Regions from separate parts of the Mus musculus genome. Here regions 2, 3 and 4 are each linked to region 1. The links are chromatin contacts, called in public HiChIP or PLAC-seq maps. All regions are on one chromosome and are shown on one strand. Each heading gives the region's core, a stretch centred on a gene start, on an enhancer-like site or on the middle of the called end of the contact. The rest is flanking DNA. Distances are from core to core; before and after follow the strand shown. Region 1 overlaps Usp48 (ubiquitin specific peptidase 48). Region 2 overlaps Ece1 (endothelin converting enzyme 1). Region 3 has its middle 25 kb from the start of Gm32079. Region 4 overlaps Hspg2 (perlecan (heparan sulfate proteoglycan 2)).

What was found. HiChIP or PLAC-seq counts read pairs in DNA pulled down with a chosen protein or histone mark.
Region 2: an HNF4G HiChIP or PLAC-seq map of pancreatic cancer cells shows a contact between it and region 1. The contact joins two enhancer-like sites. A contact is called at or near these places in 3 of 115 datasets of contacts at active chromatin or transcription factors (the 230-238 cell line, embryonic stem cells and pancreatic cancer cells) and 3 of 9 other capture datasets (adipose tissue, liver and pancreatic islet).
Region 3: an H3K4me3 HiChIP or PLAC-seq map of the 230-238 cell line shows a contact between it and region 1, with 2.7 times the contacts expected there. The contact joins two enhancer-like sites. A contact is called at or near these places in 3 of 115 datasets of contacts at active chromatin or transcription factors (the 230-238 cell line, embryonic stem cells and pancreatic cancer cells) and 3 of 9 other capture datasets (adipose tissue, liver and pancreatic islet).
Region 4: a FOXA1 HiChIP or PLAC-seq map of pancreatic cancer cells shows a contact between it and region 1. The contact joins two enhancer-like sites. A contact is called at or near these places in 1 of 484 Hi-C or Micro-C datasets (nephron progenitors), 1 of 115 datasets of contacts at active chromatin or transcription factors (pancreatic cancer cells) and 3 of 9 other capture datasets (adipose tissue, liver and pancreatic islet).

The regions. Positions count from the first base shown.
Region 1 is chr4:137,638,335-137,645,037 of GRCm38.p6, forward strand. It overlaps Usp48 (ubiquitin specific peptidase 48), which reads left to right. Exons shown (of 27, transcript NM_001355588.1): 22 at 872-976; 23 at 6,009-6,164. Among named protein-coding and RNA genes, the nearest start is that of Usp48, 48 kb to the left of the region's middle. Within about 2 kb of position 3,342, at least 106 of the 459 cell types and tissues checked have an H3K27ac peak or open chromatin away from gene starts, as enhancers often do. A contact at or near this core is called in the 230-238 cell line, adipose tissue, pancreatic cancer cells and 1 more, where this site is marked.
Region 2 is chr4:137,887,492-137,894,194 of GRCm38.p6, forward strand. The region is part of intron 1 of Ece1 (endothelin converting enzyme 1); the gene reads left to right. Among named protein-coding and RNA genes, the nearest start is that of Gm13012, 6.9 kb to the left of the region's middle. Within about 2 kb of position 3,325, at least 83 of the 459 cell types and tissues checked have an H3K27ac peak or open chromatin away from gene starts, as enhancers often do. A contact at or near this core is called in adipose tissue, pancreatic cancer cells and pancreatic islet, where this site is marked.
Region 3 is chr4:137,833,316-137,840,018 of GRCm38.p6, forward strand. No RefSeq gene overlaps it. Among named protein-coding and RNA genes, the nearest start is that of Gm32079, 25 kb to the left of the region's middle. Within about 2 kb of position 2,821, at least 60 of the 459 cell types and tissues checked have an H3K27ac peak or open chromatin away from gene starts, as enhancers often do. A contact at or near this core is called in the 230-238 cell line and adipose tissue, where this site is marked.
Region 4 is chr4:137,503,296-137,509,998 of GRCm38.p6, forward strand. Hspg2 (perlecan (heparan sulfate proteoglycan 2)) reads left to right here. Exons shown (of 97, transcript NM_008305.3): 4 at 4,506-4,615; 5 at 4,715-4,773; 6 at 5,009-5,169. Among named protein-coding and RNA genes, the nearest start is that of Mir7018, 32 kb to the right of the region's middle. Within about 2 kb of position 3,551, at least 16 of the 459 cell types and tissues checked have an H3K27ac peak or open chromatin away from gene starts, as enhancers often do. A contact at or near this core is called in pancreatic cancer cells, where this site is marked.

The DNA.
Region 1 (6,703 bases), core at 2,092-4,591:
TGGTTGGGGGAAAAAAAACAAAAACAAAAAACTGTAGGAGAACTTCCAGTGTTGTCTGACTTCTGGTTTAAAAAGTTGGGTTTAGACTTGGTGGGAGCGTAGTTAGCATAGCAGGACACCGAAGTGAGGTTGGACCTCAGTGTCCATCTGCAGGGTGTGTGCAATGGGAGGGTCATTTGACTGTTGTCTGTTACTAAGATTGACTTTGGGAGTCAACCTAGTTCTCTGAATGTCTGTCAGTTAGACTCCAGGGTTTGGAGAATTAAAAACAGTTTAGTGTTTGATGCTAGCTACTAAATACATTGTTTTAGAATGCTGCCTTTCAAAGTGTGCATGACAGGTGTAGAGTTCTGCTCACAGATTAAATAAAGGCCTTTATATCTGAACTTGCTGAGAAAAGGAACTTAATATAAGCATCTCCACTTCCCCCGGGATTTCTTTTACCCTTTTGACCTTCAGCCCACTTACCTGGTGGGAGGAGGAGCTCCTTCAGCCATCGTTTGTAAACTTGAGTTTAGTAGCATTGTCCACAGAATCATGCAGAAGACCACATCCTCTTTCCATGTCCCCGTTCCTGTCAGAGGATAGGAATTTGATGTTTCTAGCACCTGAGCTCCTGAGCACATACATACCCATGAAGCTATAGGATTAAAATGGTGGCCCTGGTCTACATAGTGAGTTCCAGGACAGCAAGAACAACAATAGTCAGATGACCACCACCCCCCCTTAATAAAAGTGAATGAATAAACAAATAATCCACAGGGTTAGACGATAAGAAACTAAAGGGCAATGAAAGTAGTTCTTGTTCCTGACCCACCCACACCTCATAGGCCCTAGGCCTGACTCCTCTTTCTGCTTCTGGTGTGTTGAGGTGATGAAGGACTCGGCCCCCGAGTTGAATGTGAGTAGTTCTGAGACGGAAGAAGACAAGGAGGAGGCTAAGCCAGATGGGGAGAAGGATCCTGACTTTAATCAAGTACGTTTGTATTGAAGTACTCCATCATTGTGTCTTTGTCCGCAACAGCCCCCTGCTGTCCGTCTTCCCTGGCTGGGTATTTTCTGGGTCCCTCCCTACTTGTTCTACACTTTTAACTCTTAGTTTTTATAGCACGCTGTAGCTAATTTTTCCCTTCACCCCTAAAAAAAAAAGGTCTGCATATCCTCCGAAGTTCATTTAAGGAAGAAAAAGTAACTGTGTGATGGCTGTGGTGGCACAGCATCGTGCCAAAGCACTTACAGGCATTGCTAAGTGGGGGTCTGGGTCTGAGGCCAGCCTGGTCTACAGAGAAACAAATGAAAAGTGCTCACGTCTAAGACCAGTGGGGAGGCTGAGGCAGGAGCACCTACCCGTGCCTTGAAGCCATCTTGGCCCAAAGTGAGACTGTCTAGAGACAAAGCAAGAGCGGCTATGGCCATAGGTGTGGTGACACAAGCACAGTCTTGCTTTCCTGAACTGAGGCAGGAGGATTAAGAGTTTGCAGGCCCTACTCTTACAGAAGTCCTGGGTTTGGTTCCCAGCTCCCACCTCAGGCAGCTGTAACTTGAGCGAGCTTTGTGGGATCTGATAAAGGCACCAGCCAGACCTGACAACCTGAGTTCATTTCCTGGGAAACTCACTGTGTGTGTGTGTGGGGGGGGGGGGGATGATACGACACGACAACTACTCCAAGTTATCTAAGATCTACAGACATGCCTGTGCACACAATGTAATTAAGATGATATTTTTAACTCTATGTGCTTGGGTATGGGTATATTACACATGAGTTTAGCTGCCCTCAGAAGCCAGAGGCCGTGGATGTCTGTGTTCCTTGGAACTGAAAATGGACCTCCACAAGCAGCACTGCTTCATCTCAGTAACCCCTGGAAACGTCAAATAATAATGATGATGATGCAATGAGATTTTAAAGGCAAAATATATCATTTTAAGCTGGAATGAAAATATTCGCTTTGATTCTGTCTTGGTAACAAACTGGCAGTCTTTTTATTTTTTCCCCAAGACATTGTTTTCCCATTGTCCTAGCTGTTCTGGAACTTGCTCTGAACAACAGAGATCTACTTGCCTTTGTTCTCCCCAAGTACTGTTATTAAAGGTGTGCACCATCACCACACAGCCTGCCAACTAGGATTTGTGATAAATGGAGGAAGATGATATTAGCCCTTCAGTCTCCACCATAATCAATTTCTACTAAGATTGACTGTGTCGGGGACTGGGGAAGATGTTCAGTGGTTGAGAGCATGGCCTCTCCAAGAGGCCTGAGTTTGGAACTCAGCACCTTCTCTGGGCTGCCTGTTTTACTCTTAATAGCTGGGACATCTTTACCCTGAGACCTGGTAGTCAAATTATGCGTAGCTTCTGCCTCAGTGGCCCTTTGCCTCATCCAATCCAGAGCACAGTCTTTGAACATGCTGGTCTGCTGTTGGTATACCACTGTTTTTTGTTTTGTTTTGTTTTGTTTTGTTTTGGTTGTTTGTTTTTTGCTTGTTTGGGTTGGTTTGGGTTTTTTGTTGTTATTGTTGTTGCTGCTGTTGTTCATTTTTTTTCATTTTCTTTGTTTTTCTGGTTGGTTGGTAGGTTTTTTCATGAGGGTTTCTCTATGTATATCTGACCTTGGAAATCACTCTAGTCCAGGCTGGCCTTGAACTCAGAGATTGATCTGCCTCTTTCTTATTCCAGAGTACTGGGATTAAAGGCGTGCACTGTCACGGTGTGATTTGCTGCTTTATTTAATGTTGATGAAGAAAGTCTTAAGTTTGGTGCTGGAGAGATAGCTCAGTGGTTGAGAGTACTTCCAGTGGTCTGGAGTTCAATTCCCAGCAACCACGTGTTGGCTCACAACCATTTGTAATGGGATCTGATGCCCTCCTCTGGCATATAGGGACATATGCGGGCAGAACACTGCGTACATAAAGTCTTAGGTCTTAATCAGCCCAAGGTAAATAAATGTTGTGTGTACTTGCTGGTATGGAAGGATGTCATTGTTATCTATGCTTTGTTCGAATCCTATAAAAATAACTTTAAAAAACAACAACAAAAACCCATGAATGAGCAAAACCACTGTTTTATGTCCATCTCTTGGACAGTGGACAGGCAAATTTGGTATTTATCCCTTGTCAAGCTTGATGGCCCATGGCCTCAGAGCGTTCTGTGGTCATGCAGGGTTTTCTGACTGAGGCGCTCTATTGCCCTACTCAGATCTGTTTGTGTCTGTTGTCAATCTCCTGACATTGTGGAGTCAAGTTTTCTCTGTTAGCTCTTTTTCCTTTCTGAGACACAGGCTTGCTGTGCCACGTAACCCAGGTTGGCCTCGATCCCATAATCTAGTTTGGCATCTAGAATGCTGGGATTGCTGGTGTGGACACCCCTGCCTGGCTGCTAAGAGGGCCCTCTAGGATTTCGAAGAAGTGTGTCTCTCTGTTTCCAGCTTTGTTTTTCAGTCCAAGCCTTGTTTGTTGAGCAAACGCTGCATTTTCCTGTGACTCAGACTTTAAAGTCTGACTCTTTCTCTGAGCATCCGGTTTTATTCACTGTGGTCACAACCACAGCAATGTTCTCAGGTGGATGTGGGATTCCTGCCTTTAGTTGTGGATTGCAGCAGAGTTCACATGAACAAATACAATACAGAATGTTAGAGGATTGCTCTTTACGCCATAATTATTTTGTACATGTTATAATTTTCCTCCGATTCCCTTGTCCATGTTTGGATATTGTAATATCCTAGAATGTTTTAAATACTTTTGGTTCAAGGCAGGGCGGGGATCTCAGCTCTAACCCTCTGTTTAGAGCATAGTAACTAGTTAGTCCCTGGGGATACCTAGTGTCTTCAGAATGTCACCTCCCGCACCCCCCTCCCTCTTTTTTCTCAGAACATGGGTCACTGGTTTCACTGAAGTAAATCCCACGCCATAAAGCAAGCATTAGTGCTCCTTAATGGAGCTGAGCAAATTCCCTGCCCTCCTCTCTAAGCCAGATCAACCAAGTTCCTTCTGTGTTATCTAAAATTCAGGTTAATGATACACTCAGTAGGTATCACTTAGGTAACTGGAAGCCTTTTAAATCCAGTGACTGGGGAAAAACAACCACTGCTCTACTGGTTTTAGCAGGTTGACATGGGTTAAAGGACAATAATTCCAGGAAAAGCTTTTAGATCCTCTTAAAATCAATTTGAAAAGATTTTAGTTGATGCCTGAGACCTTTTGGCTGGGGCATGGGGTGAGGTTAGGATTGTACAGTGGATACCTTCTGTCTGTAGATAATGTCCTCTTTTTCAGTTGGATGTTGTTTTTGTGACTGCTAAGTTGACTTTTTCTTAGAAATGGAAGTTGTGGCTAGATTGGGCAGAGCCTTGCCAGTGGCCAGAGACCTGAGAAAAGTCTCTGCCCTGGTAGCTGCTTTATGAATTACAAAACACATTAGTAATATGAATGGGAAAGTGGGAATAAAAATCCCACTTTAATTCCCTGGCTTGGTTAACAAGAGAATCTTGGCTTGTTAACCCCCCAGGGAGGGCTTTGTAAGTAAAGAGCCACAAACACTACTGCCAGCATGGAAGGCTGATCTGCCTGCAGTACAGAGCAGGCCCACATTATGTAGCAGACCTACATAATGAGTGAGATGCTTTCAAAACACACCAAAAGATGTTCTGGAACATTTGGCCCCTGCTATTCTCTTTTCTAAAGACTAGTACAGCCTGTATCTTGTGCCCATATATAGTTCCTGCTTTTTTGCTGAATGCTTAGGTCAGTTCAGTGATGGTGAAGTTCTGAATGCTTGATCCTGTGTATCGAAGGATAAACACAGTCCTGCAGTGCTTACAGTGTGTTTAAGAGAAGCTAGCAGGCATGACTTTGTGTCCACCAACTTCCTCTCAAACCCAAACTGATGCCACTGGCATGGTCTGCGTGACTGGTGGCTTCCATCTAGACCAGGGTCTTGGAGAGCACCTCACCTTGTTTTTTACCGGCATTGCCTGTACCGTGTATTAACTTTTCTCTAAATTGTAAGCTGGGCCTGAGCATTCATTTATGGTTTTTTTAAACAGTTTTTACAAGAATACTTTACAGCTAAAGCTGTTTTCCCTCTCTCTACCACCAGTACATCAAGAAACACAGTATCTTGTTTTTAGTAAAAGTATCTTTGATGTCTTGAGTACAGTCTAACGTCTCATTTTGCAGTTGGTATTTAGCTTTCATATTATTCTCAAAAGGAGAAGGGGCTCATTGGATAGAGTGCTTGCCCAGCGTACAGAAGCCCTGGGCTCCATCCCCAGCACCATAAACCTGAACAGATCATGCACTGCTTTAATTGTGCACTGTGGAGGTGGAGCTGGAGATTAGAATTGCAAAGTCATCCTGTGAGTCACAGGGGTTTGGAGGCCAGCCTATGGCACATGAACTCTTCCCCACTCCCAAGAAGAAAATGTATAACACAAGAAAATTAGAATTTATTTAGGAAGTTCTATAATCTTGAAATTTCAATCTATTGGCTTATGTTTGTTGTTTTTAACTAACTCTTTAATGCATTTTGTGTTTGTGTGTGTGTGTGTGTGTTGTGTGCAGTAGAGGTCAGAAAACAATTTGAAGGAGTTGGTTCTCACTGTGTGCGTCCTGTGGAACAAACTCACTGTCTGGCTGGGCATGAGAGACGTCTCACTCGTCCTGGGCCTTGCTGTGTAACCCTCGCCTGGCCTTGAGTTCAGAACCCCTGCCTCAGCACTCCAGTGCTAGGATTAGGAAAGGGCAGCCGCAGCTGAGAGGTCATCGCCACTGCTGCTGAAGGTGAAACTTCCTTCCTTCTGAAAGTTTCGTATACCAAACACTTAGGTTTCTTACATGCAGTTAAGGTTGACTGACACACACACCCATCATATATAAACCAGCTTACCTCTGTAGACTCTTGGATGCACTGTGCTTGATTCACAGGGTTTCAGGAGTGGTGTATCCAGCTTCTGTTTACTCAAAGAAGCTCCCGCGCAGGGTAATCCCAGAGCTTTCTCTTTGGCATCTTGCAGAGCAATGGAAGTACCAAGCGACAGAAGACATCCCAACAGGGCTATGTGGCCTACCAGAAGCAGGTCATCCGGAGGAGCACGAGGCACAGGAAGGTTCGGGGAGAGAAGGCACTGTTGGTGTCTGCCAACCAGACGTTAAAAGAATTGAAGATTCAGGTGAGGGAATGCTTGCTCACTTGTGTGGCCTGTGTGGATTGATCCCTTTCTATCCTTGCTTTATGGACTTAACCTGTTTCCTGGAGCTGAGCTTTTAACTAGTTGCCTACTTGTGGTAGTTAGCCAAGAGGAGAGGATTTTTGTGTGTTGTTTGTTGTTGTTTTTTTAATATGCTTATAAGACCCCCAAGTTAAAATTAGCACACTCCCTTAAAGTTTTTATATATTTGGTTTGGTTTTTTGTTTGTTTGTTTTTATTGTAGGGTTTCTCTATGTATAGCCTTGGCTGTGGGGAAACTCTAGTCCACTTTGCCTCCTGAATGCTGGGATTAAAGGCGTGCACCACTGAGCCAGGTTATTCATATGAATTGTTTAAGAAGAACATCCAAGGGCAAGGAGCTCCTCTCTGTTGGTAGTTTCAGATCCATTCCAGCATGAATTAGATAGTTTTCCTGAAACAAATACCACATTTTAAGAATGACCTTGTTGTGAGGGTTGCTCGTAGTTTCTTTAGATCCCCACCATTGTAGTGTCATACTC
Region 2 (6,703 bases), core at 2,075-4,574, 250 kb after region 1:
TTCTCAGAATGAAGAGAGATATGGAGAAGGAAGCCCCAGAAACAAAACTGTGTGACCCCAGATAAGTGACTTGACCTCTCTGAGATATGCTTCCTTTCTATAGAAATGGGGCCATGGTTAGCTCTGGAAGTTGCTGTACGTAGTTGGTGAACTGACATCAGGAAAGTGTTTGGCACAGTCTAGCTGTAAGTTTTTATTTGGACTTAGAATGTGTTCTCTGTGACTGGGTGACTTCTGGGCCATCCGATCTTCTCAAGAAGCAAGAATACATTTTGTTTGCTCTTATCTCTCTGGCTCCTTCCTTGAGCCAGGCACTGTTTGGAGTTCTTTTGCCATATTACGCCATTTCAATGTCACCATTCTCTGGGGCTAGCTCTGTTGTCCCCCCCCCCATTCCCCACTTTATAAACGTGGAGGCAGAACCTTCCAGCCTTTGGCTCCTCGGCAGAGCTCAGCTCTCTCACTTCATCCTTTTCTGAGATGATCGTGGACCTGGTCAGGACATCTTGCAGGTACCAGTGGGATACAGCAGGTGTCCATAGGCAGAGTGTCTGAGTGGGGGAGGCTCACCGCAAGAATGAGGCCAGCCTGGAGGTGAGTAGTGTGTTCGTGGGAAGACAGAGCAGGCGCCATGGGACTGCATGTGTTTATACAGCCTGTCCTGGACAGGCAGGGAGCCCTGGACCATCTTGGGTAAACATCCGGACACTTGTCAGTTCAGTGGAGGACAGAGGCAAACCAGAGGCCAGCTGCCAGTGCCTTTCTTTACCTCGAGTGACGCCGGTGTGCCCTGGTGGATGAATGAAGAGGTGCCATGGAGCTGACATTTACTGTACACTTAACATGTGCCCGGCCATTTGCAGACAGTGTCTCAGCACATTGTGTGGTCTGGTTTATTATTTTACTTCGCTAATGTAGAAACCAAATCATATGAGTCGTGCTGATAACCTAATTCCGTTGAAAACCACAGCGTTTGGTTTTCCGGGAGTCTATTTTTGTGTGTGTGTTGCTATAACAAAATAACCTAGACTAGGTCATTTATTAAGAGTAGAGGTTTATTTGTCCTGGAGGCTGGAAAGGTCAAGAACACAGTGCTTGTACCTTAGACGACCTTCCTGCCGTTTCATCTATGATCCAGGGCATTGAATCCCAGAGGGTGAGAGGACCGAATCTCAGGTCTCACTGGCTAGACCAGACTGACCTTGAACTCACAGAGATCTGCCTGCCTCTGCCTTCCAAGTGCTGGGATTCAAGGCATGTGCCACCACCACACTTGGTCCTCTCTTCCTCTTCTAACAAAGCTACTAATGCCACCACGAAGTCCTGACCACACTCATGGCCACATGGAGTCCCAGTGACCTCCCAAAGACCACACACATCCTTACACTAATGTGAGTCTGGGGCATAAGTTTCTAACACACAGACTTTGGGGACACGTTTAAACCACAGCAGAGGATGAATATATAAAGTGCAGCTCGGACAGTATCCTCAAGCCTACCTCAGTGGCGCTACTTTCCAGGCAAACTTAATCCCTTCTAAACCTTATGCAGCACCATCAGCCCCCACCTCAGAGATCCCTCCATCTGCCCACTCTGATTCTTGCTACACACTCTCTCCCCGGTTTACTGTTTCCCCTCAAAACAGTGAAATTGGTTTTGATCATTTACTTAAGTATCGTGGCTGTGTATGGCAGGCAAGTAAGGGTTCTGTCACAGACCTTCATCCCAAGCTGCCTCTGTCACAGGATTAGGGACAGGCCCAGCCGGGGTGACTGTCAGATGCAGGCCAGTCTGGTCTACACAGAGTGATCTGACAGGGGTGACTGTCAAATACAGCTCTCCTTTCTGAAGCTTCCCGTCACCTCTTTCTTCCCACCAGGAAAAAGATGTCACTGACTCTGGCAGCCTAGGCATGTGGACTGTGTGTCAGGCCAGCTTGGTGATTTGAAGTCCTCAAAAATTGGGGTTTAGTTGTCATTCTAACCCCTGGGTCTGAAGTGGGGTGGTGGTGAGTTTGAGGCTGTGTTGGGTAACAGTGTGAGACCCTATCTCAAAAAACAAAAAAAGAGGAAAAAGGAGTGGGTGGAGTTTAGATTTCATCCCACCCATCATGAGGTGGGCAGAAATTGGAGCCAGGGATGAGAAAGTCTGCCCCCAGAGACTCACAGGATAGTCTAGGTAAAGGTGGCATTTAGATGAAGGGACATAAGGCCAGGTCTCCCTGTGTTAGTGGCTTGGGACAGAGTCAGGGAAGGACAAAGAGGTGAAGGCCATAGATTCCCCCAGATGCCACAGAGTGCTCAGGAATTCGAAAACAGCCCTCCACAGGAGCCACAGCACAGGTCCTCTAGAGACGCAGGCACTGGGCAATCAGTGAGAGCCTTCTGCTCTCCGCTTCCCAGCCCTGAGGCTTACCGTGCTCCCCCACATTTCCCCTGGCTACTGTCCCCCTTCAGTCCCACAGAGAGACCACCAGGGCAGTGACGGAGCTGGGGGTCATATTTGATCTAGCAGTGTGCACGAATGGGACACGGACCTGGATGCCACCAGGACGTGTCCTCTGGTGCCTTCAAGGAAACACCTCAAGCTGAGAGAGGTGACATTGGTGCCAGTTTTGCTGGAGAATATTCGGGTCCCATCTAAGTCTGTCTCTGAGGCAGGAGATGGGCAATTGCACGCCATGCTTGAATAGTCCTGTTCTAGCCGAGGACTTGGAAATATCACGAAGTTGATTGATTTGGTCCAAGCTAACTCCAACTCCAGAATGTGACACAGAATCACAGGAGGGCAAAGGGAAGCCAGAGTGGAGAGGAAGTCTATTGATGGTAAGGGACTGTGTGACATGGACCCTCCTCCCCAGGTAAGGATCAGAAGTTTGAGGTGTTGTAACAGGGCTGGAGGAGTCAGTGCAGACCCATGACAGGGGGGCCAGGGCTGCCCGATATCCTGAGGCCTGGAATGTCACCAGCTGAGCATCACTGTAGGCTAGGGCTGGCTTGGTGACAAGCCTGTGGAACCAGCCCCTGCTCTCTGTGCGTTTCAAGAGACCCCCACATATGTCTCCCTCCAAAGCGTGTGTGTGTGTGTATATGTGTGTGTGTGTGTGTGTGTGTGTGTGTGTGTGTGTGTGTGTGTGTGTGTAGAGCAAGGTAGTTGAGACCCATCAAAAGTACAGTGAAACTACAGGATGGCAGAGAAGCCACCCAGCCTCTGAAATAGAACATTCCAGAAGGTTCAGTGAGAAGCACTCTTGTGGCCCTGGGGACCCGTGGCTTTGCCACTCCCTCTGCTGGCGAATTTCCTGTTCTGAGTGTCAATGGCTTAGTACATTGAACATGAGCAACATGAGTCACAGACCACAGGGTGTTTACTTCTGCCTCTGGCCTGTCCCTAAGCATTGGGTCTGAGTGGTGTCCACTTGATGACCTGGGGTCCATGCAGCCTCTGCTGTCATTTCTAATGCTCTGACGTTTCCCTGTCCGCTCCTGGTGACTATGGTAGCTTCCTCCAAGAGGATATCTTAGGGAGGGGAACTGGAGAAGTTCCGGATCTGCCAGTGATGGACAGCACCCAGAAACGGTGTCTGGTCCATGCAGGCATCTGGTCATTGATTGAGTTGTATCAGATGATGGAGAACATTTTCAGGGACTTGCCTAAGCCTTTGAAAGGAGGGTGCTTCCTACCTCAGAGAACAGTTAATCATGACCTCCCCACCCCAACCCCAGTCCTCCCAGTCCTGGTCCTCTTGTATCCCCCAGGTCGGCCGCTGCTGTTTCTCTCTGGAAGCTGTTGTGTGGACACGTGGGAACGCAGAGGAAGGAGATAGGCTTTAGATACCTGGTGGCCTAGAAGTCGGTGTGCAGCACTCTCTGAAGTGTTGTGGAAGTTGTTAGGTTGAGTGGAGCTAGCTGGCTAGTCACCTTTGGCCTAGGAGACTACTGGGAATTGGGAGTTGAGGAGACTCTTGTTCTGGGGCTGACCCAGAGGGAACTGCAGAGGTTAGGACCAGTTCAGTGACAGAACCCTGATGAGGAGAGTCGATGAGGAGAGTCCCTTGCTTGCAGCATAAGCTGCCTTGTTTGCTAGCTGTGTGTTTGCTGTGGAGTGATGGATTGGCTGTTAGATGTAGAATTAGCAAGTATAATGTTAACTCTCAGCATGGTGCCTAGATAGTAATTACGGGGGACAGGCCAGGTGTCACCAACCAGACAGCCTGATGACATTGGAAACACAGCATCACAGGAAAGTCATGGGCCAGCTTTGTCAGGATGCCTTCCTAGAGCCGAGACAGGAGGCAGATGAGAAGGGAGGGGGTGACACTCTAGTGAGCCCTGATTTTTCCAGCTAGGCTGGGTCAGGAGAGGGGGCTCTCCATCTTGGCAGGGACGAGGGAGGGGACAAGTTTCCTGGGCTCTCTCTGCTCTGTCCTTTGCCACCAGGCTGATTGCTCCTTTGGAAGAGAAGAAAGCTTGTCCCTAATTGTTCATTATGCAATTGCAAATTGGCTCTGGAACTGGGCTGAGCAGAGCCAAGCCCTAGAGGGGAGGGGAACCCCAAGCTGGGTGACTACAGAGCATTTTGGGGACCCAAAAGGGGGTTTGGGAATGTCGTCTATGTGAGTATCCCAGGCAGAGACACCCTTCCCAGAACACTCCATTTGGTAGCGCCCCATAGTACCTAACTGTTGCGGAGACCTGGGACCTCCTCCTCACCCCAGCTGTATGACCTTAGGCTGGGTATCTACCTTCTCTGTGCCTCTAAGAGGGTTTGCTGGAATGACTACTTTAGAACCTGTTGGGCTCAGAACCGATTCACCCCTTGGGCAGTAGCTTTTGTTGCTGTTCCAGATGCCATTGCTGTTTACAGGCAACAACAGCGGTCTGTGTGATCCTCAGGTTAAACCAGGGAGTACATTCCAGCAGTCTGTGCTGTGTCTCTGTGGCCGGGCCATTCCTGTGTGGTCACGGTAGCACCCAGCATCACTGCAGGTGTCCTGGGAGTGCCTTTCTTGGGAGGTAGCACTTGATTCTGATGTGTCTCTTCCTGGGTCCTCCCATTCATTCCTGCCAGACCCGGTACCCAGGTGAACCTACTTGTCCAGAGCCACACAGCAGTCAATCACAGGACCCACTGCATGGTTCATATAGCTCTTCCTCCTCCAAGACTGGGGAAGCATTTGGAAGCTGAGCTTGGTACTGGCTCTCCTTTCTTTGAGCCTAGTACTCCCCCAAACTCCTGTGCTTGGGGACCACTCTGAGCCAATACAAAGCTCTCTCTCCCCTGCACTTAGGAGGAATCAGCCCCTCTAAAACCTCTCCTTCTCGGCTCTTCCCTACCCGAGCGTGGTCATGTGTGATGATGGTGGTGGTGGGCGGGGTGTTGGGGACCTGGTGGGATGTGGAGCCTGGGTGGGCTTCCTGAGGCAGACATTCCTGGTCACCAAGGCAACAGCAGCTCAGGAACTCGTACTGAGGATCCACTCTGATTGGCTGGGACTGACAGTGTGGCTGGGGGGCGGGGGAGGGGGGAGATCAGCCTTTCCTTCTGAAGTGGAAGTGGAAGCCCTGCATCTGCATCGTGTTTGGGATGGGTGGGGATGGAGGCAGATCGGAGACACAGACGTTTGGAGCCACACAGACTTGGCTCTTGAGTCCTTCTTGCCTAGCAATCAGAGCAGGTCTCTACCCTTACAGGTCAGCGAAGTTGGGGGTCATTGACAACACTTATTCCGAGGTGTATGGGGATCAAATAAACAGCATCAGTTCTCAACATGTTGTCCCTTTCTTTCACACCAGTCTCTTCTCCCAGAAGCTGCAACTGTGGGATTCTTTATTATTATTATTATTATTATTATTATTATTATTATTATTATATCAGCAGTTCAAAGCAACTTTTATTTATTTATTTATTTATTTATTTATTTATTTATTACAGTTATAACCTCATTTTCTTTCTCTAAGCTCTTGGGTGTTTATTCCTCTTTTCAGTCTGGGGTATTGCTTCCAATACTTACTTAATGTCTGTCTTTCTTCCTTTTGTTCTTTCTTTCTTTCTTTCTTTCTTTCTTTCTTTCTTTCTTTCTTTCTTTCTTTCTTTCTTTCTTTCTCTCTTTTGATTGGATATTTTCTTTACTTACATTTCAAATGTTTTCCCCTTTCTGGGTCTCCCCTTCGGAAACCCTCTCTCCTGTCCCCCCTCTCCCTGCCTCTATGAGGGTGCTCCCCCACCCACCCACTCCTGTTCTCCCACTCTGGCATTCCCCTAAACTGAGGCATCAAACACCCTCAGGCCCAAGGGCCTCTCCCCCCACTGATGTCCAACAAGGCCATCCTCTGCCACATATGTGGTCAGCGCCATGGGTTGCTCCATGTGTACTCTTTGGTTGGTGGTCCAGTCCCCAGGAGCTCCAGGGGGTCTGGCCTGTTGACATTGTTGCTCCCTCCATGGGGCTGCAAAGCCCCTCAGCTCCTTCAGTCCCTTCTCCAACTCCTCCATCAGCCCCTACACCCCGCCCCCCCCCCCCAGCTCAGTCCAATGGTTGGCTGCGAGCTTCCTCCTCTCTCTTTGTCAGGCTCTGTCAGAGACTCTCAGGAGACAGCCATATCAGGCTTCCATCAGCAAGCACTTCCCAGCATCCACAATAGTGTCCGGGTTTGGTGGCTGTATATGGTATAAATCCCAGGTAGGGCAGTCTCTGGATGGCC
Region 3 (6,703 bases), core at 1,571-4,070, 190 kb after region 1:
CTGGTCTCCTTTGAGAATTTATTTTTGACTGGGTGGTAGTGGGGCACACCTTTAATCCTGGCAGTTGTGAGGCAGAGGCAGACAGATATCATGAATTTGAGGCTAACCTGGTCTACAGAGCAAGTTCCAGGACAGACAGCACTACATAAAGAAACCTTGTCTTGAAAAACAAAAAGTATATATTTTGGGGGATCTGGGCATAGAAATGCCTGCCTGCAGTCTCAGCCTTGAGAAGACACATGAGGGAGAATTACTAAAAGTTCAAGGCCAGCCTGGTCTACATAGGTAATTTTGGGACACCCATGGCTTCATAGTCAGACCCTATCAGTAATAATAATAATATATACATATATAATATATTATTAATGAGATATATACATAATGAGACCCTCTGAAGAAAAACCAAACGAAAGAAGCTATTCAGGCTATAGGTAAGGTTCAGCCCCATCTAGCATGCACAAGGCCCTGGATTTGATACCAAATACTCCAAATATGCATTTTTAATGAGCTGTAGAGATGGCTAAGCAGTTAAGAGCACTAGCTATTCTTGTAGAGGACCTGGGTTCAATTCCTAGCATCCACAGGGTGGTTTATAACCACCTTCATCTCTAGTTCTAGGGGAATCTGACCCCTTTCCATCTCAAACATACGGTTCTTATACATACATGACACAAAACACTCATATACATTAAAAAATTTAAAAACATATATGTTTTCCTTAAATTCTGGCTATGCATCTTATACCAATTTTTATATCTCTTTTCTTTTCTTTCTTTTTCTTTTCTCTTCTTTTTAAATTTTATTTATTTATTTTTTATTTTTGGTGGTGGTGGTGGTTCTTTGTTTTTCAAGACAGGGACTCACCTTGTAGCCCTGGCTGGCTTGGAACTCACAGAGATCCACCTGCCTCTGCTTTCCAAGTGTTTGAGATTAACCGTGTGCACCACAATGCCTCCCTGCCCTTAATCACACTCTTTGGGGGGGGGGGGGCGGGGTGTAGGAGGCAGAGTTTCTCTGTGCAGCCCTGACTATCCTGGAAGTAGTTCTGTAAACCAGGTTGGCCTTGATCTCACAAAGATCCACCGGCTTTTGGCTCCAGAGTGCTCTGATTGAAGGCATGCACCGTGACAGCCTGGCTTTAATCATACTTTAAAAAACAAACAAACAAACAAACCTTCAAAAAAAAAAAACCCTTACGTGTGTGTGTGTGTGTGTGTGTGTGTGTGTGTACACCACAATGTCCACAAGGAAGTCAGATGGAAACTTGGGGGAGTCAGTTTCTTCCATCATATTGGTCTGAGGAACTGATATCGGACTGCCAGGTTTGGCAATGAGCACCCCGGCTTAACCACCTCAGTGACCTTAATAATGTAAAAACATCTTTAGATTTATTTTATCTTATGTATATGAATGTTTTGACCGAGTGTATGTCTGCTCCATGTGCCTGCCTGGAAGAGAACATGGGATTCACTGGAACCCGAGTTACAGATGGGTCTGAGCCGCCATGTGGGTGCTGGGACTTGAACCCAGGTCCTCTGCAAGAGAAGCCAGTGCTCTAACCACTGAGCCACGTGTCCAACCCCGTTATAAGTTTTGGTAATTTTCCCACCCCCTACTCCCTCCTGGTTTACTAAAGATTTTGGAAACTGCAAATGGGTGTGACTTTCCGAACAGCTTTCTTCTGAGCATGCGCCTGCGCGGAGACTGTCTCATGGTTTTTCTCCTGTAGCCTGTTGATTAACATGAGAACTTAGTGGCTGCATTTTCTGAAGGTTAATTTTCCTTCTTTATCCAGGATAAGCCCCAGTTGGTGGCGCTTTAAAATAAAATAAACATAGGATTGAGCTAAGTGCCATCTTTGCCGCTGTTTCTCATATTTGTGTTCCAAGGGAGAAGAGCTTTTAATTGCCTTCCCTCAAGTTTGTTTTCAGTTTCGAAATTACCCTGTCGTATTAAAGACATTAACTATATCCTCTTTATTCTGAACCCCTTGCTTTAGAATTGAGACGTGGGATTTTATAAGCTCCCAAGGGGGCGTGGCAACAGTTTCTGTCCTGAAAACTCTCCCCCTGAAGGTGTCCCGAGCCTGGATGTTCCAGGCTGTGGGAGCGCCGGCCACCGCTAACTATACCTGATGATGCCCGTCAGGGCAGAGACCAGCTGCAGCTTCAATCCAGTCTCGCCGAGCTACAAGGGAGCTGGGTCTTGGTTTCCTCCTCCGCAAAACGTGGCGTTGGGTACAAGAATGTGGGGAGCTCTTCCAGCCCTGGCAATTGTGGGCCTCAAATGCTTCAGGGCCACCTCGTATGCTGCCACTGCTGTGGGTCTGCAAGCTCAGCGAGACGGGAAGAAGAGACACCAAGGGGGCCAAGTGTGATGGGCCCTTGTCCCCACCCCAGGGTCTCCCCGGCCCTCCACAGGCCCTATGCTACAGGTGCGGCTCTGGGTCTCTTGGAAGCTCCCAGTTCTCCTTTCCACACCCCATTTCCTCTTCTGCCCCGCCCCCTCCTCTGTGCCCCTGTGACTCCCTGATGTCAACTCTAACCCCCCAGTTCAGGTAGCCCTGCCAGCCTGTTTCATTCCCTAGCCCCTCCCACACAGATCAGCCTAGACTCTGTCCGCTCCTTTCTCCTCCCTAGCGGTTACATTCTTAAATCGAGCTGTTTCTTCGTCCACTTCCGCTACAGAGCCCCTGAACTCAAGTGTGGTACTTATTTCCCTTCTGGCTCATGAGCCACACAGATCAGCCTAGTGGCAGCTTCAGTCTTGTCCCCTGCATTGCTCTCTGGGTACCACAGCGCAAGGCTGCTCCGGTGTTCCTGTGTAGGTATCTGCTGCCCCTGCTGGTCAGTTTGTTATAAACACAGACAGCTTTCCAGGTCACCCTTCCCAACATTCAACATGGGGACGGGGTGGGAGGAGGGAGGCGTTGACAGCCAGACCAGACCAGATCCAGGAACCAGAAACTGTAATGAGTGGGGTTGTGTTTGTCCCCTTTTTTATAGGTTGGAAACTAAGATCTTAAGATAAAGTCATTTCATCAAGGGATAGAGCTAGACAAAATAAAATAAAATAAAATAAAATAAAATAAAATAAAATAAAATAAAAACCAGAGCATTTAGGACCAAAGCCAGTGCCTGTAGACATAATTACTCAGGAATTTGAAGCTGGAGGATGGCTTGAGCCAGAAGGACATAGATAGATAGATAGATAGATAGATAGATAGATAGATAGATAGATAGATAGACAGACAGATGACTGATAGATAACCCAGCTTTGCTTGGAGTTCAGAACCGCCTGCAGCTCCTTAGAAACTTTCCACTCTCCCAGAACTCTACTCCCAAGCATGGCATGCCTGTTCTTCTCTACTCTCAATGCGACACCTTCAGACTGTCCACACAGCACAGAAGGCTCTCTGCATTAGCATTAGCATCCTGCCGTAACGTCCCTTCCTGAGACAGCTGTGGTGGCAACCCACCTACAATCCCAGCACTTGGAAGTTAGAGGTGGCAAGCCATCACAGCACTTGGAAGGTGGAGGCAGAAGGATCAAAAGTTCAAGGTCATCTTTAACTACACAGCAAATCGAGCATCAGCCTCCGCAGCCCATCCTTCTACCCAGCCATTCCCCCATACCCTCTCCTACACACACAGTCTACCCCACACCCAACCCAAGCCCTCGCAAGTAGCTCATCTCAGGGGGTGGGGGGGGGTGGGAGGGGAAAGCAAAAGAGAAGAGCCTCCCTTGACCTGACCCAAACTGGAGCTGCCTGCCTATTTCCTTAGGAAGAAAGTCCTTAAGGGAAAGGGGGCAGGGAATGTAACTCATGCTGTAGCTCTTGTTGGTAGACACTTGTCTCGTGTGCACACATCCCGGAACTATAAGCTCACCATGGTGGGCTTATCTATCACCTATCTATCTGTCTATCTGTCTATCTTTCTATCTGTCTATCTATCTGTCTGTCTGTTTATCCATCTATCTATCTATCTATCTATCTATCTATCTATCTATCTATCTATCTATCTATCTATCATCTATCTATCTATCTAATCTACCATCTATCTATCATCTACCTATTATTTATCTACTTATCTATCATTTACCTATCATTTATCTACTTATCTAGCATCTATCTATAATCTATCATCTATCCATCTATCATCTACCTGTCATCTACCTACCTGTCATCTATCTATCTATCTATCTATCTATCTATCTATCTATCTATCTATCATCTACCTACCTATCATCTCTCTATCATTTGTCTGTCTCTGTCTGTCTGTCTATTACCTACCTATAACTACACACTGTAATCTCAGCACTCCAGAAACAGAGGCAGGAGGATCAGAAGTTCAAGATCACCCTCAGCTACACATGGAATTCAGTGTCAACCTGGACTACATGAGACTCTGTCTTATACTGGGGTGGGGGTGGGGGTGGAGGTGGGGAGGGATCCTGGGAATATGGGTCCATAGTAGAGTACTGACCCTGAGTTTGGCACCTGATGCCAATAATAAATAAACAAACAAACAAACAAACAAGCAAGCTTTGGGGAGGACTGCCCGTTTGTTTTCTTCTCCTTCAGCACGGGCTATTCTGGATTTTGTCCCATGCTTGCCAAGTCACGCTGACCGGATGTTCCCTAAGCCAGCAGCCCATGTCCTGCTGACTCAGTACACTTGACCTCTTGCTTGGCAGCCCTCAGCACCCGGGGATGAGAGTTCTGTCCTCTGTGGTCAGAGCTCCTCCTGGTTTTGTTTCCTCCCGTTTCTACTTCTCAGTCTCCTCTGCAGATCGCTGACACTCCCCAGCCCCGTCTCAGACCCTCCCCTCCATCCTGTTCTCTCCTAGGGTGTCCACAGAAGGACTAGCAGCCCTCCCATGCACGCCACCTCTGTGGGGTACCTCCGTTGCAGGGGGTGTGTTACTGGTTTACAGCAAGGTCCTCAAGGTGGCGCAGCCTACCTGTCTATCCTGCAGAGATGTGGAGGCCTTACTCTGACTTAGCCTTTCCTCTGATCCTAAGAGGGACATCCAGCTGCTTGCACTTCTCTCCTTAAATGTGGGAAGCCACATGTGCCGTTGCAGAGTGGCACTGACTACTGCTGGCCACCACACATAAGTTTGGACAAACAACCAATGTGTACATATGCAGTAAAGTTTTTTGCAAAGACACTGCCTGGCCCGGGCATGATAACGAGGCTTTGAGAGTATAACCAATCAGATGTGAGACATGCAAATGAGGTATGATAATGAGGCTCTGTGAGGTACAGAGAGAGTAGCCAATCAGATGAGGAACATGCAAATGAGGCGTAGTGCATAACCAATCCGGGTGTGAGACACGCCTCTCCTAGGCCTATATAAGCAGCACCAGTTCTGGGCTCGGGGTCTCTTCGCCTCTGCAATCAAGCTCTCCCAATAAACGTGTGCAGAAGGATCCTGTTGCAGCGTCGTTACTGCTGGCCAGTCCGGCGTGCCCAAGACTTAAACACATCTCACTCTCAGCCTGTCAGCTCAGATCTCCCCAGTCTGATACTCTAACACACTGCTCCATCCACAAACCCAGAGCTCATCAGGAAAACCTCCCTCTCCCTTGCCCTTATCCATCCACCCATCCATACCATGGTCTGCCCATGCCCACCTGTCTCACCCAAGCCTCCCCTGTACAGCCTCAATAGCAGCCCTGGGCAACCTGGCATGTTGCAGTAAATTAATTAAACTGTTGGCTCCTGGTGAGTCACTCGCACACTGCACTCACCCAAGAGCTCTCTGGATTTATGAATGAAGCACACACACACACACACACACCAGTTAATTTTGATATACCTTGACTAGCTCAATGGTTGAGCACTTCTAAATCTCCCCGTTGGCTTGACACCTTCTAAATCTATATTTTACCTTTTCTTCCCTGTTACCTTCTGGGCAGCAACTCCATAGGGCTGCATTCCCTTTCCACCTACATTGCTGGATGGTTTCTCTCCTGCAGCTCTTAAATCTGATCCCACAGCAATTCTCTCTTCTTCCCCTCTCTCTTGGTCCCTTGCCCGCACAATCTAAGATTCCCACTCTGTCTCTTTGCCCAGCTGTTGTCTGAATGGCAATTCTTTATTAGAACCAGCTGAGGGTAGGGACGCTCAGGTCTGCATGGCAGCTGATCCCCAACACTGCCACTGTCTCCAACTGTCCTCATTCAGTATGCTCACCACACAGCATCCGATGGATGCATGTGACTGTGACACATGGCAGCTATTTTTCTTCTGGATCAAGGTCTAAATCCTCAGTGCAGCCTGCAAGGCCACATACTCTGGCCCCTGACGCTTCTCTTGCCTCTTAGGCACTCCAGCACCATGGCCAGATCCACAACCTCCCTACTGCCCCACAACTTCTACTTCTACTGGATGCCAGGACCACCCTCTTCCCCTCCCTTCACCCAGTTAGCTCCTAACTGTCATGGCTCACCTCCAGGACTCCCTTGCCAGGGAGGCGCCACCTGATGATCCCGAGGCCAGGCCAACCATCTCAAGAAGCTTCGGTTCTTCTTCCAACACAATTCATCTTGCAACCCCTTCACTCATCCAGATGGCATCTAACAAATTCCCCAAACTCGCCCCTGGGTGGGCACACATCTGTGCTTGTTCGGAAGCATTTAGGACCTCAGGGGTGGGGGCGGGGCTAGCTACTGTGGCAGAAGGATAAAGGGAGT
Region 4 (6,703 bases), core at 2,301-4,800, 130 kb before region 1:
CCTCTCACTCACCAGGACTCAGGGCAGCATAATCTTCCTCCTCTCCAGCCTCTGATCTCAGTGAATGCTTTAGCTAGGGTCAGGAGGTCAGGTGGGGGAAGCCTGGTCAGGACAGATGCCCAGAGCACCCCCCCTATCCCCTCCCCCAGGCAGCCTTACAGGTCCAGCCATCTCAGTCTGGGTGGGGCCTCGGCACACGCTGCCTACCTACGTGGGGTGCTTGCCCTGCCTTGCCTCTGCCTTGGGACAAGGAGAGGGGTCAGGCTGGAGGACTCCAGCCCTTCCCAGGCCCTGGTAGAAAGGGGCTTTGTGACACTCTGACACTCTCCTCAGGAGTGGGCACATTCCTGGGCAGAGGCCTGGCCTCCTCACCCGAACTTGGACGTGGGCTGAGGCCAGGGGCCGGGGTGGGGGCTCTCAATGGGCCTCTGTACTTGCAGACAAGAAGCCTCTGTGGTGGAGCTCAGAGCCCCACACTCCACCCACAAGCTCCACCTACTCAGCACCCACGAGCCGGCCCCACCATTGGCTGCGGTTCAGAGCAGACACAAGCATGCCCTGACAGTATAGGGTCCACTCCTGCACCTGGCCCAGGGCCCCAGGAACCCTCTTCCATAGAGGGAGTACACCCTGGTTTGGGAGCTGTGCACCTCTAGGCCCAAAACAGAGAGAGTAAAGTACACCTCTCAACCCAGGATGTCACATACATCCTGACCGGATGTCACATGTGCACTTCAGTCTCAGGGCCTTGGCACTTGTCCGTTCCCATGTGCGTGATGTCTTCTCACAGACAGTGCCCGTGGCTCACCCCTTTCCTTCAAAGAGACTCCCTTCTTGGATCCCCATGGAAAACTGTACACTCCCACTCTAGCAGGCTCTCTCCCTAGCCCCCAATCCCTATAGTCCACACTTTCTTACCCATTTGATTTATTCTCCCCCCCCCCCAACTAGAAGATGCTCTCTCTGGGGATGGAAACTTGCATTTGATGAGTCTATTGCTGTACCCCTGCCGTAGAACACCACCTGGCACACAGTAGGCTGCACCCCTGCCCTAGAACATCACCCGGCACACAGTAGGGCATTCACGTTGCTTCTTACCTGAATCCTTTCCTGGTCTAGGGCTTGTCCAGAAGGTCTGAGTTAATAGCTATTGTCAACCGTGCTCCCTTGTTGTGCTCCAGGAACCATGTGGATCCTCACAGCAGCCCCTGGGATGGTCACTGTTGGCCTCCGGTTACAGATGCAACCTTAGAGCTCAGAAATGTCACAGGCCATCGTGGGCCATTCTGCTCCAGCAGTAGGGTCATTAACTAGTGAGCTGCCTTACCTCCACACGGTGACAAGCCGGGGAGTGTTCTGAGCACTGTGCAAACACTTCAGATTACCTGGTTTTTTTTTAATTTAAAGATTTATTTATTGTTATATGTAAGTATACTGTAGCTGTCTTCAGACACACCAGAAGAGGGCGTCAGACCTCATTATGGATGGTTGTGAGCCACCATGTGGTTGTTGGGATTTGTACTCAGGACCTTTGGAAGAGCAGTCAGTGCTCTGACTTGCTGAGCCATCTCTCCAGCCCCTGTAACCTGGTATTTATAACCTGTGCTGAAACTCACAAGTACACAAAAACATTCTGTACATGCTAGGGACTTCAGAAATGATTGGGAGGCTGAGTGTGGTGGCACGTGCCTTTGACCCCAGCATTCTGGAGGTCGGGGCAGGGGCATCAGAAGTTTGCACATCCTTAGATACATATTTTCCTTTCTTTCTTTCTTTTTTTTTTCCAAGACAGGGTTTCTCTGTGTATCCCTGGCTGTCCTGGAACTCACTCTGTAGACCAGGCTGGTCTCAAACTCAGAAATCCACCTGCCTCTGCCTCCCAAGTGCTGGGATTAAAGGCCACCACTGCCTGGCCCTTAGATACATATTGAATCATCCTTGGATATGTATTGAATTTGATCTTATTCTGGGCTACATGATACCCTAGCCGTCCTCCCCTTGCCGGAAAAAAAAAATTCATTGTTAACCTTGGCTACATATCAAGACTAGCCCAGAATCTGAGACCCTGTCTCAGACAGTGACAAACCGGCTGGAAAAAATGACTCTATTGAATAAAAGTACTTGCTGGACTAGGCATGGTGGCTCAGGCCTTTAATCCCAGCATGCAGGAAACAAAGGCAGCTGGATCACTGAGTTCGAGGCCAGGTTAGTCTACATAGTAAGTTCCAGGATAGCCAGGGCTACATATGAAACCCTGTCTCCAACTGTGTTTGTTTGTTTGTTTTGAGACAGGGTTTCTCTGTGTAGCCCTGGTTGTCCTGGAACTCACTCTGTAGACCAGGCTGGCCTCGAACTCAGAAATCCGTCTGCCTCTGCTTCCCAAGTGCTGGGATTAAAGTGGCTCCACTACTGCCCAATGAAACCCCTGTCTCCAAAACAAAACAATGCTTACTGCCTAAGCAAGAGACCCTGAGTTTAAATCCCCAACATTCATGTTTAAAAGGCTGTCATGGCTCCCAGGCCCTTTTGCCCCAGCTGTGACATGGTGACAGGTGTAGACCCAGGATCTCTAGAATTACTGGAGGCCAACCCAGCTTCAGGTTCAGTGAGAGCCCCCAGCTCAGGGAAAGAAGGCGGACTGATAGAGCAAGACACTCCCTCCGTGTCTTATTCTGGCCTCTATGTGCTCATGGGCACGTGTGTCTCCTTGCATGTGTGCACATACATCACACACACACACACACACACACACACACACACACGAAGAAATAGTTGGGAATGTGTTTGTGTGTTTATGTGTGTACACACCATTCTTTATGTAATGTAGGCATATTGTACAGATGGATTTGGTTATTATTTTTCTGGCATCTGCTAGTTGCGTATGTGTTATATGTGCACATGTGGGTGTGCATGTACTTACACATGCAAATGTCCGGCTCATCTGACACTAGAGAGTTCAATCCACAATTCCAACGCAAGATCATTGTGCTGCCCAGCCGTCCGTTACTGTGATGTAGTCAGCGTAGACGGGAGAAAGATTTCCTTTGGTTCACAGTTTCAGGAGTTTCAGAACAGGGCCGTTGTCTCTGCTGCTTTGGGCCTGTGCCGGCACAGTATACTGTAATGGGAGTGTTTGGCAGAGGAGTCTGATTCACCTACTAGTGTCTGAGAAGCGGAGAGAGGAGACACAAGAGCTGAGTCTCAATATCCCTTGTAAGGCTAGTGACCTAACTCCCATCCAGTAGGCTCCACTGCCCAACAACAAAACAGCCAGAGGCTGGAGAGATTGGCTTAGTTGAATAAGAGCACTTGCTAAGAGGTTTCCTACCTTCCAATAGCGCTACAAGCTGGGGACCGAGCTTTCAACTCGTGGACCTTTGGAAGACTTGAGACCCAAACTCCAGCCAAACTGATAATCTGTGTCTATAATCTGTGTTGTATACATCCGGCGCTGAAGGAAACGGCAGTCATATGTTATATTCACAGCAGAGTGACTTGAGTTTATTTGGCCATGACTCACAGATAAGCCCTTGGGCCATGCATGAGTGGGTTCTCCCTTTCCTCCTGGAGCCTCCTACTTTGGTGGGGCAGGGTGACAGGTGACCACACTTCTCAGTCCCAAGTGCTGGCTCTGCACACAGGAGCAGTGCGGGAAGCCGAGTGTCCTTTACTCCGTGTGGCAGCCATGGGGTGGGAAGGCTTCGACTCCCTCACCCCCACATTTCCTGAAGAAGGAATGAGACTTTTTTTTTCTTTTTCTTTTTCTTTTTTTTTTCTTTTTTTTTTTTCGAGACAGGGTTTCTCTTTGTAGCTCTGGCTGTCCTGGAACTCACTCTGTAGACCAGGCTGGCCTGGAACTCAGAAATCCACCTGCCTCTGCCTCCCAAGTGCTGGGATCAAAGGCGTGCGCCACCACTGCCTGGCTTTTTTTTTTTTTTTTTTTTTTTTTTTTGGAATGAGACTTTCATTGAGGCAGGTCAGTGTGTGGAGTAGCTGACTCTAGATCTTTGCCACTATGGTACCGGGTGGCCCAGATGTACACAGCAGAATTGATGCAAAGAGGGGGGGGGGAGGTTCCCAGTTTGGGAACTAAAGGTTCTGTGAGAGCCCACACAGCAGCTAGGTGGCCACACAGCAGCTAGGGCAGCCAAGGCGGTCATCTTAGAGAGTATGGCTGCTGGCTGCTGAGCTGAGTCCAGAGCATGAAGAAGAACTGACTGGAAAAACACATCACAATAAAGCGGTCCTCACCAGTGGTGGGCTCGCCAGTGCCCTGCAGCCGGTCCCTTCCTGCCTAGCCTCCTCTGAGCCCTGGACTGACCTTCCAGGCTTGCTGTGGGCTGTGTTGTGACAAGCTGTGCTGGGCCTTTCTGAGGACACACAGGTGTCAGCTGGTGTGGGGGTCCAACCTCTTATTTACAGCCTGCCTGCAGGGCTCCCACCTGCCAGGCTACCGTAGCCCTTCACCACGACTTCCCCCCCCCCACCTTCTTTCTCTTCCATAGTCTATTTCCGGGCTCTGGTAAATTTTACTCGGTCCATTGAGTACAGCCCCCAGCTGGAGGATGCAAGTGCCAAGGAGTTCCGAGAGGTGTCGGAGGCTGTGGTAGAAAAGGTAGGTGAGAGCGTGTACCTGGCATTGGGAGCTCCCCGGGGGTGGCAGAGCAATGCCGGAATAAGTAGGAGGCATCTGATGGTGGTGTGTCCCCCACAGCTGGAGCCCGAATACAGGAAGATCCCCGGAGACCAGATTGTCAGTGTGGTGTTCATCAAGTGAGATGGATTCCTGGGGATGGGAAGGGCGGGGGCAACCAGAAGGGGTGGCAAGAACAGGTCAGGGAGGGTCCTGAGGAGTGGATTATTTTTGATGGGGATTCAGAAAGCATAGGTGGGGGATCCATTACCAGAAGTGGCCCTACCTTAGGCCCAGGCTGCCCAGGTAGAGGGGTCTGGGTGTCGCGCAGGAACTTGACAGAGGCGTGCAGATTCCAGGCCTTTTCCTTCCCAGGGAACTGGATGGCTGGGTCTTTGTTGAGCTGGATGTTGGCTCCGAAGGGAATGCGGACGGATCTCAGATTCAAGAGGTGCTGCATACAGTGGTCTCCAGTGGCTCCATCGGCCCCTATGTCACCTCCCCCTGGGGGTTCAAGTTCCGACGCCTGGGCACAGGTGAGCCTGTCCTCCAGACCCACTCAGGTCACTTCTCCCCTCCAGTTCCTCAGACTCTGGCCCACTTCGGTGTCTCTACCTTGGGCCATCCTAACCTGGACAAGCACACCCCTGGAGATACGGAGCTCATTCCATCCTGAGCCTGACCATCAGTCTTTTTTATAGTCTCTACTTGGGTAGAGCCAGACTGCTTCCTCTAACTAGCACCTCGGAAGCTGTCTCCTTGTAGACCTCTGTATTTTGACAGGAGATTCATCTCCTTTATACGCACTTTATAAACACTTTATACAGTGTCCGAAGACACCAGCATCCAGTGTTGTTGGACTGGGCAATTTTTAAAAAGCTTATGCTGAGCCAGGGGGTAGGGGCCACACACTTATGATCTCAGCGTTCAGGAGTTCGAGGCCAGCCTGGTCTACAGGGTGAGTTCCACAACAGCTAGGGCTACACAGAGAAACCCTGTCTCGAAACCACCCCCCCATGCCCCACCCCCAGAGGAGAAACTTTTTCAGGGAGAACTTGAGGACTAGAGGTCAGATCCCTAGCCTCCATGCAAATACCAGGAGAGTGTGAAACTGCCTGTAATCCACCCAGCTGTCAGGAGCCAGAGACGGCCTCCCCAGGGCAAGCTAGCCGGCTAGACTATAGAGTCAGCAAGCTCTGACTCAGGAGAGAGACTCTGCCTCAGTATAAAAGGTAAAGACAGATCAAGGAAGACAACCCAGTGTCAGCCTCAGGCCTCCATACCCACACACATCACATACATGTGCATCTTCATGGTGTGCGGCTATACAGGCAAAGACACACTGCACACACACCACACACACACACACACCCATCTCATTGTGTGTGTTTGGTGACTGAAATCTGTCCATCTTTTCCCAAGCACCAAGTGAATGCAGGCAGGCCCTATGCATAAGGCCCCAATCCGGCATCCACCCGGGGCCTCCCAAGTTCCATAAAGTATTCCTCGTGTTTTCAAGATGAGGGAACTAAGGCTCAGGAAGGAAAAGCAGCCACTCACAGCAATGGGGATGCAAACCAGACCCCATTTGTGTGCTGCTCTCCCCGAAGCCATGTTGGATGGGAAACGGAAGACAAACAGGCCCAGAAAGGACAGGAAACGGGCCCAAAGTCACACAGCTGTTAGATGCAGAAGCCAGGCCCGGGTGCTCAGCGTCAGTCAGTCCAGGCTTCCGGTCACTCTGCCCGCTGCCCTGTCTTTCCACCAAGTCTTTCCTGGACCAGTTCTGGTTTATTTCTCATAGGCTGTGCTACTCGGCCCCTCATTGGTTCCTTCCCACCTCAGTGTCCTTACAGAGTAGACTCTCATTTGTCATGTCATGTGCCTCTGACTCACTGAAGCTCCAGACAGGACCAGTTCTATCCCTACATGGTATCAAGTCTACAAGGCTAAAAAGCAAAGCAAAAGCAACTAACCAAATAAACAAACTTAGTGAGCGCCTTTGTTCTATATGCACCCGAGTCTCTGTCAACGCACCCCCAAACTAAACTTGCTCTGTTGGGTCTTCAG